2 separate regions of the Sus scrofa genome follow, and region 1 is linked to region 2. A link is a contact called in public HiChIP or PLAC-seq data. All regions are on one chromosome and are shown on one strand. Each heading gives the region's core, a stretch centred on a gene start, on an enhancer-like site or on the middle of the called end of the contact. The rest is flanking DNA. Distances are from core to core; before and after follow the strand shown.

Region 1 (6,534 bases), core at 2,958-5,457, 770 kb after region 2:
GCCACGATGGGAACTCCCTAGATGCTTTTCAATTAAGTCCTAATGTCTCTTCCCTAGGTCACAGTCCTTTCATATTACCTGGGTACCACACTACCCTTTTAATTTCCAAATGGGTCTCCTTAACTCCAACTACACCTCTTTGATGTCCCAAACATCGCTCTTCTCAGAATTGGTCCTAAACACAAAGACAAGGAAGTCAAGGCAATTTTAGAATCTACTGGTTAGGAGTTCCCACTGTGGCTCAGAGGTAACGAAACCGACTAGTATCCATGAGGATGCGAGTTCTATCCCTGGCCTCACACAGTGGGTTAAGGATCCGGCGTTGCCATAAGCTGTGGTGAGTTCACAGATGTGGCTCAGATGCTGCACTGCTGTGGCTGTGGTGTAGGCTAGCAGCTGGAGCTCTGATTTGACCCCTAGCCTGGGAACTTCCATAAGACATGGGCATGGCCCTAAAAGACAAAAAATGAATAAAATAAAATAAAATCGACAAAAAAACCCACAAAAAACAAAAAACATGATCGAGTTCCCATTGTGGCGCAGTGGTTAACAAATCCGACTAGGAACCATGAGGTTTTGGGTTCGATCCCTAGCCTTGCTCAGTGGGTTGGGGATCTGGTGTTGCCATGAGCTGTGGTGTAGGTTGCAGATGTGGCTCGGATCCTGTGTTGCTGTGGCTCTGGCGTAGGCTGGCGGCTATAGCTCTGATTGGACCCCTAGCCTGGGAATCTCCATATGCTGTGAGAGTGGCCCTAGAAAAGGCAAAAACACCAAAAAAAAAAAAAAAAAATCTATTGGCTATTTTCCACTACCCATGAGATAAACTTCAAATTCTATGGTATCCATATTTCTCCAGGAATTAGATTCAGGTGGCAGAAGAGATGCAGCTGGCGATGGAGTCTAGCTGTGGCTACATGCACACTAATTGCTTGCTAAAAGAATGAAAAGATTTAGAAGTCAAATTTGGTCTTTAGTTATACCTCTGTAACTAACTAGCTATGATCTCTCGTGGTCTTAGTTTCCTTATCTACAAGCTGATTACAATTCCTATCTTTGCTTAAATTCTGTAATGTTCCCAGCTTCCCCGTCATGGTTCAAAGCTTATTTTACTCTCTATTTTCTCCAAATAACTCTTCACTTTAAAGTTCGGGTCCTGGTCTTTCCCTCTGCTCAAAACTTCCTGCTCTCTCCACCAACCGTCTGGTGGAAACCTGACCTTCTCTACAATATTCAACTTGCCTTTAACCTTATTCAAGAAGCCTTCACATTTAAGCTCTCGCCTCTACCGTCTTAATGTCAGATTAATTTCTTTTGTCCTGTCCCCTGGCACACAGAGACGACGTGATTGTTAAAACTTCAGTTTACTTTTATCAGCTATCTACCTATCCAAAAGACTGTTAGCTTACCGATGAGAGTCTTAAAAAACTCAGTCCTTGGCAGAGGGTTGGAGGTAACACTGAATTCAGATACTCATTAATGTGGTAGCCAGAAAGATACCTGCTACAAATTTCTCACTAACTTCTCAGTCTCAGGCTCTAGAAATTGTTAAGGGAGAAATACGACAACGTGGAAACAGACCTTTCCAAATTTTAGTGGACAGAACACTCTAGAGTGAATTTTACCTATAACTGATTTTCTCAAACTTCATTTTTTCTGACCACTTAATCTGTGGTGCTTGTTAAAGGCGGTTTCTTGGTCCCACTCAGACTTACTGATTTGGCAACTCTAAGGGTGAGGTCTGGCCATCTGCGTTTTTAATGTGCTTTTTTTTTTTTTTTTTTTTCCTTTTTAGGGCCATACTTTTGGTATATGGAGATTCCCAAGCTAGCGGTTGAACTGGATCAGAGCTATGGCTGCTGGCTTACACCACAGCCACAGCAACGCCAGATCCAAGCCGCCTCTGCAACCTACACATCTCACCACAACGCTGGATCCTTAATCCACTGAGTGAGGCCAGGGATTGAACCTGCATCTTCATGGATATTAGATTTGTTTCTGCTGAGCCATGATAGGAACTCCTGAATGCAGTTTTAATGACCTACAAACGAAGCCTATATATCTTTTGACTGTTATAACCATATTGTAATTCAGTGATTCTTAGTGTGTATAGGAACCTCTGGGGGTCTGGGAGACTTTTTCAAAAGGATTTTCATAATAAAACTAGAATACTGTTTGCCTTTTTCACTCTTCCACAATATGGTGCAGGTTTCTGGAGGCTACATAATGAATATCACAAGAGAATGAATGCAGGAGACATGAGAATCTAACTATGTTCTAATAAGCCAGATATTAAAGAAACTTGTAAAAATGTAAAACAATGCTGTTCTGGTCAATAACTTTTTTGGGGAAAATATTCTTTTTCTTTTTTTGCCTTTTCTAGGGCTGCTTCCCACAGCACATGGAGGTTCCCAGGCTAGGGGTCTAATTGGAGCTGTAGACGCTAACCTACACGACCTACTCCACAACTCACGGCAACGCCGGATCCTTAACCCACTGAGCAAGGCCAGGGATGAAACGCGAGACCTCATGGTTCCTGGTCAGATTCCTTAACCACTGTGCCACGATGGGAACTCCGGGAAAATATTCTTCATAGAAGTGCTACTTATGTTAACATGTAATTCATTCATCATTTAAAATACATTAATAACTTTTTTGAAAGTTGTTTTGATATCTAAAATGGCATACTGATGACTGAAGCTATGCAAAACCTCTTTGACATTCTAAATAAATTTTACAAGAGTCAAAGAATCCTAAGACCAAAAAGTTTGAACTTTTTTTTGCTATATTATCAGCAGTATTTTAAAGATAAGGTTAAGACGTAGTAAAGTGGCTTACTGAGATTCAATTCTTCTCCCCTGCCCCTTGCTTTTTAGAGCGGCACTAGCGGCACAGGGAAGTTCCCAGGCTAGGGTTCAAATCAGAGCTATAGCTGCCAGCCTACACCACAGCCACAGTCACGTGAAATCCGAGCTACGTCTGTGACCTACAGCACAGCTCACGGCAATGCTGGATCCTTAACCCACTGAGTGAAGCCAGGGATCTAACCAACATCCTCACGGATCCTAGTCAGGCTCATTAACTGCTGAGCCATGAAGGGAACTCCCGAGATTCAACTCTTGAACCCCCAATTCTATGCATTTTCCATTACAATAGAAAACCAGAGAAAAACACCTACTTTATACTTAATGTTTTTGGGTTTTTTGGAATAGGTATTTTTAACATGCTCCCAGGTGATAATGATGGCCCTATATTTAAAAAGACACCATTGGAAGCAAAGCAAACAACCCAAAGGGTTTTAGGAAGTGACAATTATTATATACAGACATTAAAACGATAATTCTGAAAGCATTAAATCGAGTTGGAAGACTTGAGTTCTTAAAAGGCCAGGTCCTTTCACCTCTCTGGGACTCAGTTTTTCACATCTGTATAATGAAGGCACCCCCAGTGAGGTTCTGGCTGTCAGTTTGGGTTTCATGCATTCTCCCTGCTCAAGGGCAACTGAAGAAATACATCTTTCTGAAGAGGGGTCAGGAGTGGTTTAAAGTCATAAATCTGAACATGTCACTTTTCTGCACAGAAACCTTCAATGCTTTTCCACTGCTTTCCAAAAAGTCAAAATCCTTATGCTGGTTCGTAGACCCTACAAGATTTGGCCACTTTAAGTCTCCGGTCTCACCTTCCTCTTTTCGCTCCACTCTCAGTAGCCTTTTTCCTTTTCCTTGACCTGGCTCAGTTTGTTTCCACTATACGGGCTTTGCACTCGCTATTCCTTCTGCCTCTTAGACTCTTCTGCAAATCTTCATTAGGTTTACTCCTTCGCTTCGTTTCGTCACTTTATCCTGTTTCATTTTCTTTAAAGCATTCACTATCATCCTAGATAATCATGTTTGCCGACTTGCTTATGGAAGGCCTCCTCCACTAGGACGTCAACTACTTGCGAGCAAGGCTATAGTCGCTCGTAAACCAGGGTATCACAAGCGTCCAGAGTGGTGCCTGAAGAGGAACTCAGTAAACATACGATGGCCGAACGCTTGTAGGCCAGGCTTAAAAAGGGCAGCGATACCCCAGCATCCTTCACGTCGTACCCCGTCCCATAGGTTCAAACCCACGCCTCGGCACGCCCAGGAGCTCCCCAGCAGTGACCCCGAACGAGCCCTCACTCACCAGACGGGTGCGGAGCTTCTTCCGGCCCGAGAGGCTGCTTGACCCGGAAGTTCTCTCGGGTAGGCGAGGCCGTCTCCTCACTGAAGGAGGACTTCCGGGGCACTAGGAGCGGCCCCTCGGCAGCTGTGGCAACGGTGAGGGAAGCGGCGGGTTGCGTGTGGGGCTTCGCGGGAGGAGGCTGGCGGAGTGTGGGGTTCAGGGGTCGCCGGAGAAGGGGAGGGAGAGGCCTGGGGCTGGGAGGCGGGCGCCTCGCGGTGGGCGCTGAGGCTGCGGAAGCGCCTTGGTTATTGAAGCGCAACGCTTGTGTGGGGAGTTCTCGTCAGGAATTCTTAAGTCGGAGAAGTTAGGAGCGGAGCTTTACTCTAGATCTCCGTTTGGCACCTGTTCTTGTAATTGGGAAGAAGGCAGAGCGAATTTTGTTCGTCTAGAGACAAATCGTGGTTAATAACGATAGTAATGATCCGCACAACCACCACGTACTAACGGCGGCTGTTACCCGTGAGCGTTTTTGTGCCAGGCTCTGTTCCGAACCCCTCACACATTCAGTTTCGTCTTTCTCGGAGCCTTGGCAAGTGGTATTACTCGCACCATTTTACAGATAAGAACACGAGAGGCGCAGATAGGTGAACGAACTTTCCCGAGTCAGTGCAGTACAGAGTTGGGAGAAAGTCAGCCTAACCACAGAGCCCTTTATGTTATTTATTATATATAACGTATTCTCTATATGGTTTCTTGTTATGTGTTGTAGCTTGGAGAGTGTAAGGAGAGCCAAAAGGTAACTTTTTAAAAGTGTGTATTTACTCAGCTACACAAGAAGTGGATTGAATTTTGTGCAAGCACTGTGTAGTCTTTCCTATTAGGCCTCTGGAATAAATGGGGCAGAAATTGTTTAAAATTAGCTTTCAGTCTCCAGAGCTTGGCATATAACAGGTACTCAAAAAATGTTTGCAAGTAAATGAATGAATATTTCAGAGTTGTTTTGTATGTCTGTAAGTAGTTGTGTCCAGATTATTTTTTTCCTATGTGTTTTGAAAATGTATAATGTATGTATACGATGTATGGTTTGATAACTAGGATCCATGATGTTATATAAATCTGCTTTTCTTCCTTATGCTTTCCCATTATTTTTCCTGCTGTATTAACTACTCTTGGCATCTGTCTGTATTCCACGTTGTCATACCAGACCTTTGAGCTTTCCTTATGTGTTGTTTCCACACCCTTGAATTCTCTCACTGACATCTTCATCTGTCAAAATCCTAAGTGCCCTTTTAAGGCAGGTGTTGCATGTTCAGATGCCCATGGGGGGTAATCAGGTAACCTAAATGAGTCAGGTGGATTTGGGTGCCGATTATGAGGAACTAGAGAGCACTACCCTATCTAAAAGATATCAGCAACTATTTGGCATGAGCTAGTCAGTAAGTCAGATGTGGGCCGGTTGTTGGCAGATCTTTCAGTTTTACAGTGTAAGTTAGAAATATCTATTTGTATACAAAGTTTCATTTTTAAATGTTAGCAGTTAGTATTAAAAAAAATTTAGGAGTTCCCGTTGTGGCTCAGTGGAAATGAATCTGGCTAGTATCCACGAGGATGCAGGTTCGATCCTTGGCTTTGCATAGTGGGTTAAGGATCTGGCGTTGCCATGACCTGAGGTGTAGTTTGCAGATGCAGCTTGGAGCCTGTGTTGCTGTGGCTGTGGCTAGCAGCTGTAGCTCCGATTCGACCCCTAGCCTGGGAACCTCCATATGCTACTGGTTCGTCCCTAAAAAGACAAAAAGACCAAAAAAATAAAATAAAAAAAGTCTAAACACTATGCAGGCGAAATGAAAACATCTGTATGCCTGATTTGGGACTCACAATCCCAGTTTGTGGTCACTATTTTGTGCTTTTTTTCAGATATGAAAAATCCATGGATGTTCTCTTTTGATCCTGGCATACTTTTCCTTGCTCTCTGTTCTTTTAACAGTTTGGGTGTACCTCAATTATAGTGCTACTTCCAGTTAGTTACTAATATGTCTTTTTAGTATATTAGAAACATTTTGATGACACTGATGCATTGGGTCTAATTATATACTTTATTACATAAATATTGGAACAAAATAATGTGCTTGTTTATATCCAAGGTCTGTGTGTGTGTATGTATGTCTGAGATACATTTATTTCTCCCCTGGTAATATTTGGTTATCTGGAAACCAGCACCTGCTCTTTGTAAAAAGTCCAACATTATTTGGCTTTAATTGCCAAAGAGCTGAGCTTCTGGAAGGAATTAAATTGGTTACCATTGCTTTTTAAAAGCTGCTCTGGGAGTTCCCAGCTATGACACAGTGGGTTAGGAATCTGGCTGCAGAGGCTCAGGTTGCTGAGGAGGTGCAA
Region 2 (6,186 bases), core at 41-2,540:
CCGCCGAGGCCCGCCTCCCTCCTCCCACCCTCGCCGGTTTGGGCAGCCAGCATTACCATAGCAGCCAGCCCGCTGGGGTTTGCTCGGGTAACAAAGAAGACGCTGCCCGGTGGGGGAGGCACTGGGCCAGCGCTGCCGCCCTCCCGCTTTCGGAGAACCTCCGAGACCTGGCGGACGCTAGGCGAGCTCGTGGGATCCTCCATACGAGAGCAGTGGTGCCCCGGCCTCGCTTAGCAGTATCCTTTTAGCCCCCACCTTCCCTCCGATTCACTGTGAATCCTATTTGAGAAGAGAGCTCTTTGCCAACACCTGTCCTTGGCAGTATTTGACCAGGCGGGGAAGGTTCAGCGCTGCCTCGCGTTCTCCAGCTGTGGGAGAGAAGACAAAGCGCTGGTTTCCCGCACACAGCTGACAATTCCAGGCCGCCCTCAGTCACCGGCTCAGAAACTCCACTCTATCCCTGAGGGACGGTGCAGCAGACTCCGCAGAGCATGGCTCTAGTTACACTCCTAGATGCCTCCACTCGAAGGGGGCTGCTGATAAGTGGATTTCAAATTCACCCCCGAATCACTGCGCCTTTCTACGTTTAAACATTACCTCCTAAAAGCAATCTCTAAAACCCCACATCCGTTTCCCAGGCTGGAGGCAGGGCAAGCCTTCATCGGCAATTCTAACCTAGAGTCCCAAAGGCTAGTCTCCAGGAAAGTGCACTCCCAACCCATCAAATGCACCTTCTGAACACGCCTCCTCTTCTCCCCTCCTGATGAGTCTGTTTCCTTCTCCCATAACATAGAGATATGAGTAACAATCTCACACAATGTCTGTGTTAATACATAGGAAAACCACACCGCACTAAGGAAGATATATAAGTGTATTCAACCAAGAAATGTTCCTAGGCGTTCCCTTCGCAGCTCACTGGTTAACGAACCATGAGGTTGCGGGTTCGATCCCTGGCCTTGCTCAGTGGGTTAAGGATCCAGCGTTGCCGTGAGCTGTGGGGTAGGTTGCAGACGCCGCTCAGATCCGGCGTTGCTGTGGCTCTGGTGTAGGCCAGCAGCTATAGCTCCGATTGGACCCCTAGCCTGGGAACCTCCATATGCCTCAGGTGCGGCCCTAGAAAAGGCAAAAAGACAAAAAAAGAAAAGAAAAAAGAAGTGTTTCTGGCCTGCCTCAGTTTGTCATCCGTGAGATATCCAGTCTGTGTTAGTGCTGCAGACTTAATCATTCTGTTCAGCAATACTGTGCCGAGAAAGCAGGCAAGACGCTCCTTTCCCCCGTCCTGTGAGTTTCTAATGTCCTTTCATACACTTGTAATTACTTTCAGGAGAGGATAGCCCTCTGGGGATCTAGTCATGTGAGGAACAGCTTGTTTTTTCCTGCAGCACTGGTCCTGGTGTCTGCTGAAACAATCAAACAGGAAACACACTCCATCTCCTACCCCACAATACCCCCTCTCCCAGAACTGTGTTCATTTCTCAGGTTACTGAAGGTAAAGGTAAAATGAACACACTGATCGCTTGTATTTCCAGAGAACTTGGAGTATTTGTGGAACAACGGATTTTATGTTGCACTTAGGCTATTGCAAAACTGGAACAATTGTGTAAACCGCTGATGGCAGGGAGAAGCACCAAAGGAATCAAAGGGTAGGTGGAAAAGAACATAGTCAATAATATAATTTCACATTTTAAGGGAAATGCAGCGACACTGGATCCTTAACTCAACCTGCTGCGCCACAAGGGAACTTCCAAAACGATTGTTTTTGAACTACAGACTATGGAAAGTAAGGCTTGAACACATCTTCTCAGCTGGGGGAGTATAGGTATAAAAAAACAGAAACATTGGTTGCAAAATGGGTCTCTGTAAGAACCAGGCAGGCTGATATCCTTAGCTAGACAAACCTTTCTATTATTACCAATTCTAAGTAAATCTAACAAGGTACATTTCTTAAGCTAGGAAATGTGTAGGAAAAGCTAAAATACATATTTGTGTTTGAAATATTTTGAAAGTGGGGCAGAAGGTAAATGCCTCCAGGCATATAATACCACTCACTCCATGAGCCCAAGTTTCAAAACTCTTTTTTTCTTTCTGCTTTTTAGAGCCGCATCTTTGGCATATGGAAGTGGGAACTATATTCTTTTCCTACACCAGAGCCACAGCAACTCAGGATCTGAGCTGAGTCTGAGACCTACATGACAGCTCACAGCAACACTGGATCCTTACCCAGCTGAGCAGGGTCAGGGATCAAACCTGCAACCTCATGGATACCAGTCAGGTTCGTTATTGCTGAGCCACAACAAGAACTCCCTCAAAATTCTTTTTTTTTTTTTTTTCTTTTTGGCCACACCCTTGGCATATGGAGTTTCCCAGGCTAGGAGTCAGATTAGAGCTGTAGTTGCTGGCCTACACCACAGCCATAGCCACGCAGGATCTGAGCCACACCTGCGACCTATACCACAACTCCTGGCAACGCTAGATCTTTAACCCACTGAGCAAGGCGAGGGATCGAACCTGCATCTTCATGGATGCTATTCAGTTTTGTTTCCGCTGAGCCAGGACAGGAACGCTCCCCTCAAACTTCTTTACATTCCTTAGAGTAATGCTGACATACCTAGATGCCTATCAATTGAGTAATACCATTGTTACAGTGCCCTTGGCCTCAAGCTTAGCCAGGGTCAGTCGCCTTATTTAATGTTGTTTTTTTATCAGATCATATATATATCTTTACATTCAACTGAAGAGTGCACCCAGCTGGCTTTTTTCCTTGGCATTGGTGGAATTAACTTCCAGCTTTTGAAATATGTTGTCCCCACTTTTCCTGTGTTACAGAAAAACCTTCTGACTTAAAAATTATCAACAGAGCGTCAAACTTCTCGTAAATATAAAGCAGAGATCATGTTCCATGACTAAGCATTTAAGTATTATTTCGGTCTTCTGATTACAATCTGAAAAAACTTTTGATCTCTGACAGAGTTCAGGGAGTTCCCGTCGTGGCTCAGCAGTTAACAAACCCAACTAGCACCCATGAGGACGCGGATTCGATCCCTAGTTTTGCTCAGCGGTTAAGGATCTGGCGTTGCCTTGAGCTGTGGTACAGGTTGCAGCAAGGCTTGGATGCTGTGCTGCTGTGGCTCTGGCGTAGGCCAGCAGCTATAGCACCGATTGGACCCCTAGCCTGGGAACCTCCACATGCCTCATGTTCAGCCCTAAAAAGACCAAAAAAAAGAAAGAAAAAGATCAGAGTTCATTTTTTAAAATCAAAAGTTCACTTTTTAAAATCCAGAAATAGATATCCTATTATTTTATTTGTAACTCATTTAATTTTCCTTCTCCCCTAGAGTCTACTAAAATAACATTTCAAAATCTACCAATAATAATCATAAAACTGACTTCCAAAGCTGAAGAGTTTCATCAAGATGATCTAACTAGGAGTTTCCTTCGTAGCTCAGCGGTTAACGAACCCAACTAGGATCCATGAGGTTGCAGGTTCAATCCCTGGCCTCACTTGATGGGTTAAGGATCCAGCACTGCCATGGGCTGTGGTGTAGTTCACAGATGGGGTTCAAATCCCAAGTTCCTGTGCATGTCGTTTGGGCCAGCAGCTGTAGCTCCAATTCAACCCCTGGCCTAGGAACTTCCATATGTTGTAGGTGCGGTGCCAAAAAGCAAAAAAAATAAAAATAAAAAATGTTCTAACTAATATATTCCCCTAATTTCACAGTAAGTAAATAATTCGGAGTTCCCATTGTGGCTCAGTGGTTAACAAATCTGACTAGGAACCATGAGGTTGTGGGTTCGATCCCTGGCCTTGCTCAATGGGTTAAGGATCCGGCATTGCCATGAGCTGTGGTGTAGGTCACAGACGTGGCTCTGATCATGTGTTGCAGTGGCTGTGGCCTAGGCCCACAGCTACAGCTCCAATTAGACCCCTATCCTGGGAACCTCCATATGCCATGGGTGTGGCCCTAGAAAATACAATAATAGTAATAATAATAATAATTGAGGGTCACTTGGTTCCCAAAGATAGGACCAGGATTTGAGTCTTCTGATTCCCAGTCCGGGATTGGATTAGATGTTCATCCCGTCAGCTGTGTCTGTGATCCATTTGCTGTGAGCAGGGTGCCATGTTGGTCCTGGCAGATGCACTGCTGAATGAAACAGGCATGGTTCCTGGTCTGGTGTGCTGCACCTGTGGTGGCGGGGCTGGCAATACAGCAAGTGAGCCAGCATTCAGGTAAGAAATAAAAGGATAATGGGAAATTTTGAGAGCTCTCATGATGGAAATTAATGAGGTAAAAATCACAGACAATAACTGGATTGAGGGACGATCTGGGCAGTTACTTAAAGGTCAAAGAAGGCCTCTCTGAGAAGGTGGCAGTTAGGCAGAGATGAAAAGGGATAAGAAGGACACAGCCAGAAAGAAGCAGGCATGAGGATTTGGGAGCAGTAGATTAAGATCAGGCAGAGGATTAGAATGTGTGTGTTAGAGGCAGTGAAAGGAGGGCAGGGTGGCTGCAGAGAGGTGGAGCAAAGGCAGTGTGGCTCCAGAGGAGGCTGGAGAGGAAAGCAGAGGCCAGGTGAGTCAAGGGCTTGGAGACTTTAAACTGCACTCTGTTCAAAGTCCACCAGGAAATCCAGAAGGATTTTACTCACAGGAATGAGCTGATCCAATTTATGTTTTTATTTTATTTATTTATTTATTTTTTTGGCTTTTTGCCATTTCTTGGGCCGCTCCCACGGCATATGGAGGTTCCCAGGCTAGGGGCTGAATCAAAGCTGTAGCCACAGGCCTACACCACAGCCACAGCAACTCGGGATCCAAGCCGCGTCTGCAACCTACACCACAGCTCACGGCAACGCCGGATCGTTAACCCACTGAGCAAGGGCAGGGACCAAACCCACAACCTCATGGTTCCTAGTCGGATTCGTTAACCACTGCGCCACGACGGGAACTCCTGATTTATGTTTTTAAAGACTGCTTTGATATGCATGGGCAAAGAATGGAGTAAAGGCAGAGACATTTTAATTTTTGGTAAGAAAAGCAAGCTAGCTTTTCCCAGGCATGGTAAATATGTTGCCTATACCTATTGGGTGACGACTTAGGTGATTTTACTAGGTGATTCTGATTAATACTTAGTTGCCTCTCCTACTTTTTTGTTTTGTTTTGTTTTGTTTTTAGGGCCGTACCAGCAGCATATGGAAGTTCCCAGGCTAGGGGTCAAATCAGAGCTGCAGCCTACACTGCAGCCACAGCAATGCCAGATCTGAGTCTCATCTGCGACCTATACCACAGCTCGCGGCAATGCCAGATCCTTAGCCCACCAAGCAAAGCCAGGGATCAAACAGGCATCCTTATGGATAGTCAGATTCTTAACCTCCTGGGCCACAATGGGAGACCCACAACTACTACTTTTGATTATTATTGTGAAACACTTCAGGGCTGCTAACTGAATATTCAGTACTTTACAAAGAAGAAAATTGATCTCTGTCTGTACAGAATAAGGCAAATAGAAATATAGGCCAATGGAAAGAGAGCAGGAAAGCATATTAATACAGATGAAGCTTTCACTTTGGGACTCTGGTTACTTCTAAAGCTCTCTTTTCTAGCTCTCTGTCTCTCTCCTTTTGTGTGAATGTTAACAAATCCATTTCTCGAAAAAATCCTGTGATTCTTTTCTGTGCATGTGAGACCAGTATTGAGAATCTTATTTTGAAATTCTGTAACATTCTGTAATGTTCTAGGAGCAATAGGACCCAAAGACTTCAAAATAGCTCAGAAGCTTCTAACTAGATGTGTTTGTTATGTGAGTGTAGGCTACAGGATATATTTCAGAATAATTGGCACACAAAATCATAAATCTCAACTCCATGAGAACTGGAAGGGGCCTCAGAGATCCACTAATCCAAACCTTCATTTTACAGATGAGGAAACTAAGAGAGACCAAGGTTACAAAGCTGGTGGGTGGCCGAGCTCAATTTGAACACAGATCTACCTTCTTCCAGGATCTCAGGACCTCTCCTCCCCTTAAAGGAGATCAGCCAAGGAAGGGGCCATCTTATACGACCTTGAAATAACAAGAAAGCTGAGTGAGACTCAGACATAGAAAGAAGAGAAAACCCAGAGGACCAGGGAGATTCTCATTTGTGCAAACTCCACTGAGGAGCTATTGTGTGCCAGAATTACTAGTG

The links. HiChIP or PLAC-seq counts read pairs in DNA pulled down with a chosen protein or histone mark.
Region 1: a contact with region 2 is called in an H3K27ac HiChIP or PLAC-seq map of alveolar macrophages. The contact joins the promoter of FAM114A2 here to the promoter of CNOT8 in region 2. A contact is called at or near these places in 1 of 5 promoter capture datasets (liver) and 1 of 2 datasets of contacts at active chromatin or transcription factors (alveolar macrophages).

What each region holds. Positions count from the first base shown.
Region 1 is chr16:69,117,308-69,123,841 of Sscrofa11.1, forward strand. FAM114A2 (protein FAM114A2) reads left to right here and starts at 4,208. Exons shown (of 14, transcript XM_013984903.2): 1 at 4,208-4,298. It overlaps MFAP3 (microfibril-associated glycoprotein 3), which reads right to left and starts at 4,246. Exons shown (of 4, transcript XR_001301941.2): 1 at 4,165-4,246.
Region 2 is chr16:68,350,730-68,356,915 of Sscrofa11.1, forward strand. CNOT8 (CCR4-NOT transcription complex subunit 8) reads right to left here and starts at 1,291. Exons shown (of 7, transcript XM_013984900.2): 1 at 1,170-1,291.